2 separate regions of the Zea mays genome follow, and region 2 is linked to region 1. A link is a contact called in public Hi-C data. All regions are on one chromosome and are shown on one strand. The core of a region is the stretch at or near the end of the contact, and the rest is flanking DNA. Distances in the headings are between cores, read along the strand shown. Region 1 holds the start of LOC100383711. Region 2 holds the start of LOC100273557 (3-alpha-L-fucosyltransferase).

The links. A called contact is a pair of places that touch in the nucleus more often than the background predicts.
Region 2: a contact with region 1 is called in a Hi-C map of tassel, with 1.9 times the contacts expected there. The contact joins the promoter of LOC100273557 here to the promoter of LOC100383711 in region 1. A contact is called at or near these places in 2 of 25 Hi-C or Micro-C datasets (ear and tassel).

What each region holds. Positions count from the first base shown.
Region 1 is chr1:203,645,385-203,647,974 of Zm-B73-REFERENCE-NAM-5.0, reverse strand. It overlaps LOC100383711, which reads right to left and starts at 1,302. Exons shown (of 9, transcript NM_001176348.1): 1 at 1,035-1,302; 2 at 758-958; 3 at 321-470; 4 at 57-236. The coding sequence starts at 1,259.
Region 2 is chr1:203,963,582-203,966,171 of Zm-B73-REFERENCE-NAM-5.0, reverse strand. LOC100273557 (3-alpha-L-fucosyltransferase) reads right to left here and starts at 1,315. Exons shown (of 7, transcript NM_001147975.2): 1 at 801-1,315. The coding sequence starts at 1,148.

The DNA.
Region 1 (2,590 bases), core at 53-2,552:
ATTCGCTTAAATCTATTATGTGAAATACAAAAGTATTAAAGTTTCTTTTGACAAACCAAAATCTTGTCCATATCTTCAGCTGCACGAAGCCCAAACAATTGCTCAACAAATGATAAAGCGAACTGAAATGTTGTCCCTGGCCCACGACTTGTAGTAAGCTCTCCTGAAACCTGAACATTTGATTCAACTGCCCGGAATGCAGGGAGATCTCCTATAAAAGATGGGTGACAGGTGATCTTGTAAAGAAAGAAGTAAAAAAAATGTCACTACAAAACCCAAATATTAGTACAGTAAATTTATCCATATAGCAAAATGACCACCTTTTTTCTCCTGTGGAGACCCCACGGCACTAGAACAACCGCCGGTGCAGCACATATAGCACCATACAATCTTTTCTCCTCAGCCTGTCTAACTGTGATCCTCTGAAGGATGTCACTGTCTCTCAATCGCACTGAACCAGGCATTCCTCCCTGCACAGAGCAATGCATGGGTCAGATACTGTATTTTGTGCACTGCCATGTAACACCACAGAACAAAAAGGTGAGACCGTGAGAGATTGGTCACTCACCATCAGCAGAAGTGTTGTCAAATTGCTAGTTTTTTTACGAAAGATTGTCAAATTTTTGTTGTTGTCAAAATACATATTAGAACGGTTGACGCGCTTCTGAATCATTTCCCTTGCTAATTCCTATCCTAAATGCACTAAACTCCACAGGAACCATTTATGCTACTTGTAAAAGAAGAGGAAGTGAGTTACTGGGAGAGCCACAAGATCGAACACTTGGTCAGCGCAGGAGGCAATGTGCGTGTCCGCGATGATGCGGGAGCCGCAGGACGCCTCCACCTCGAGGCCGTCCTCCACAGAGGCAAGCGTCACATCAGCGGAAGCCCGCCGAAGGACACCGGCGATGATGACCGCCTCCATCTCCTCCGTACCCATGGCGATGGGCACGAGAACCTTCGCAATAGAAGGCGCGACGAAAAGTTAACATCGAGGTGCTTTCGGCGACAGGGGTGGCGAATGGAGACCTGACCTTCTTCTTTGGACAGGAAGGCGACGAGATGGCCGCTGAGGTGGCGGACAGCGACGAGACGGCTGCTGCGGTGGCGGAAAGCGTGGGGGGCGCCCGCGCCAAGGAGCGCGGTGGCGGTGGTCTAATGGAGGAGGTAAGGGAGCAGTTATGTGAGTTCAGCGGTGACCGTAGCTCCATGGCAGGAGGTGCAACGGGGGAGAGGAGAGGGTGCCATGGAGAGAGCATCGACAAACGCAGGTCGTAGGAGCGGGGAAGACGACGGGAGAAGCGAGTAGGCGTTTGGATATGGCATATGGAACACAGGTATGGATATGGGGAAGGGATACATGGGAAACGGGCAGCACGGCCTAGGCACGGGCGCACGGCCCTCCACCGGACCCGTGCTGACCCGAGTCCATGCACGCCGTCGTCGCAGCCGCGACTCCGCGTGAGGCCGTCACACCGCCGCCGTGCCGAGCCCGTCTCGCGCCACCGCAGCGCCGCACCCCTGCTCCCCGCGCTGAGGCCGTAGCACCGTATTATTCCATCCATCTTGGACTAGTTTACAACCTCAAATCCTCTTAAAATCTCTGGTTTTTTTCTACTCTAGGGCTAATTTAAAAACTTAAAATCTCCGTGATTCTTGAATATTAATCTCCGTGATTCTTGAATATTGAGCGAGAAATTAGCTTATTTTTTCTCAATCTCTAGAAAATTTCGAGGGATTTAAGTTTCTAACTAGATCTAAGATATTTAATTATTTAGGGATAGTTCGGTAACCCTATTTTTTAAAAAGATTTTTATTTTCCAAAAAAAAATAGTTTATTTTTTCTTATGTTCCGCTTGGATTATTGAATTGAATTACATTCTAATAATAATTTAAGTATATATATTAATTAAGTTAATTTGATTTTATTATTTTATGCAAAATGGAAAACACTTGAAAAAATGAAGTTGTCAAACTGACTTAGGTTTCTCTTCCCGAGTTTAGGTTCTCCCTAAGTAGGGATGGCAACGGGTACATGCCCGTCGGGTAGTACCATTCCATACTCGTACCCATTACCCATATATACTCGCGGGTATAAAATCTTACTCATACCCGTACCCGCTAGGAAAGTCTTAAATTCCAATATACAAATCACTCAAAATATTATATAAACATATAAAAACAACTTCAACTTCACATATAATAAATCATATAATTACATAACTTGGTATCTAGATAAATGATAGCTAGAGAAGGGTTTTATTTTAACTAAGATGGGTTCTATTAGATGGTTATAGTTGTATTGATGCAGGTATATTTTACCCATGGGTAGACGGGTATGGGTAGTTCCAACCCGTATTCGTACCTGTCTACCCAACGGGTAGAGGTTTTTACCCATTAGCATACCCGCGGGTAGAGAAATCATCCTGTACCCGCCTTCATATCGGGTTAAACCCGTCGGGTATTCTGGTTTCGGGTACCCATTGCCATCTCTACCCCTAGAAATGTTCCCTCCATGCTGTATAGCACCGAAAATCAAACAGTCTCCATGAAAATCAAACAGTAATCTGCTGTATAGCAGCGAAATTGT
Region 2 (2,590 bases), core at 66-2,565, 320 kb before region 1:
CCTCTAGCGTTTGGCGTTGGTGACCGCGAGGGATTGAGGGTGAGGCCATGATGGTTAGCTGGCTAGCTGCCATGGGGAGGCCATGGTGTGACCACGTCTGTGGCTGATGAATACGAGCTGGTCACTTGCATGTCGTCGAAGGCGAAGCCCGGGCACGAGCCCAGGCTGGCCGGGCGATGCCTCCGCCACTGGCAGAGATACTTCCTATTTTCATTCAAGGAACAGAGTACTAATCTAGTACAAAGGTTCAGGGCTTTAGGCACATATAAACATGCCTCGACATAAAATCCAACTGGTTGAGCAGCTAGGCCGAGTCAAGGCTGGGCAGAGAGGGGAAACTAAAGTGAAGCATTTCATTTTTGGGTAATCTTATTTGTATCAGGCTCAAATTTCTCTCTTTGGCTCAGCTAAGCCACAAATACTTAAGGTTCCATAATCATATAGGAACCAGTGGCACCCTCTCAGACTATGCATATACAAGTCGTCCACAGACAATCTGAAGAAGTCCTTGTATGACGTTATATTGTTATTCGGACGACTTATTTCATAAATTCGTAATGAATGAAGATTTACGCTTAAAAATACAAGCATAAAATGCTGCCAGCTGCTGCTGTCATGCTTCACCAAGTATGAATACTTAATCAGGCGGATGGTCTAGGTTTCACGCAACAGAGATTTCGCCAGAACTTATGAAGTAACTTCGATCCACCTCAGCAGCAGGTCAGTGGAACCAATTCGTTAACAAACTAACTTTCCTAACTCAAACTAAGAGCACGAGGGAAAAAAGGCATGCACTAGACCTTGGCAGCGCCACCGACAAGCACGGGATCCCTGTCAAAGTCGCGGTCGTAGGGCACGGCGTCCTCCCTCTCGAGCCGCTGCTCGCACCGCCGGATCTCTTCGTCCTCGCCGTCGCCGTCGCCGTCTGCCCTCGGGACCGCGCCCCGGCCCACGGATTCACCCCAATGGGAGGAGCGGCGGTAAAAGGAGGTGGTCCAGCTCTCGACCACCTCGGCGTTCTTCGCCATGTCGAGGCGGCCGAGGAAGGCGATCTCGGCGAGGAAGGCGGCGCCTACGAGGAGCGGCAGCAAGCACCTCCATCGCCGCCGGCGGCCCGCCTGCGACTGCGAGTGGGAGGAGACCATCATTGCTGGCCCTCCTCGCGCCTCGCCGGCGCCGGGTGGGGAGTGGTGGAGAGATCGTGTGGGGCGACCAAGAGACGGTGGGCGGAGTCAGGCGAGTTTGGAACGAGCCAACGACCCCCCGCGCCAGCAGCCGCTGAGATCTTCCTCGCACGGGCACGGATTTGGTTCTGTTCGGCCGGCTCCAATTCTCCATTGGCACGGACGAGGGACGAGTCGTACTCGTACAGACAGACGGGCGCCGGCGAGAAGCAGGCATGTGGGATGGGCACCACGTGTCAGGGAAATGGAGTGGCCGCTGCCGCTTTGCCTTTGTTGGATTGGAGAGCCCGCCGGTGGGCTTTGACAGTTGGGCTCAAAGCAGTTTTCTAGTAGTTCGGGCTTGAAACGAAACCAGGCCGACATCGGGAATTGTAATCCAACGTGTGTTTCTAAAAGAAAGAAAGAAAAAATGTAAAACAAGTGTTTTGGAACCCTAAAAACAAACAAACGGCGTCCCTCAACTACCAGATCCAAGGTTGTTCCTGACTTTTCGGGGGCCCTGTAAGAAATCCGATATAGAGGCCCCATCCACACACAAATATATATAATTATACATATATTATACAAATATATATAATTATACATATATTATCGAATATTTGACGTATAAAAATTATTATGCATTGTTTTGAAGTTTATAAGATAACAAATGTAAAATATATCCAAAAACACTTAGTTGTTATCTGATATCATTAAAAATATCTTCTAACATTTTGTGATACAAAGTCATCGTTTATATTATTGAGATCAATCTTATCCAACAACTTTTTTCGATATATAGAATCGCTAAGTCATTTAACCTCTCTTGAGTTATCGTTGACCATAAATAGTTTACAAAATATTTCAATTTTAAAAAGCTTCTCTCTACCGATGCAATCATCATATGTATAGTAAATAATATTCTCTCTATATCAAAATAGAATTTATTTTGCTTCTTTAGTGGATTCATCATCATATAGTTGAATATAAATATAAAAATCAAGAAAGCTAAAACAAATACTATTTGAAACGGATGGAGTATTCGATAAGTAATTGAGACATTAGTTTAATAATCTAAACGAGACTGGTCGATAGCGCATCGCTTTTTACGTATTTGTGTCTAGAATTGTCGGGGACCATAATTAGGGGTACCCCCAAGACTCCTAATCTCAGCTGGTAACCCCCATCAGCACAAAGCTGCAAAGGTCTGATGGGCGCGATTAAGGTCAAGGCTCAGTCCTCTCAAGGGACACGATCTCGCCTCGCCCGAGCCCAGCCTCGGGCAAAGGCAGCCGACCCCGGAGGATTCACGTCTCGCCCGAGGGCTCCCTCAAGCAACGGACACACCTTCGGCTCGCCCGAGGCCCAGTCTTCGCAGAGAAGCAACCTTGGCCAGATCACCACGCCAACCGACCATATAGCAGGAG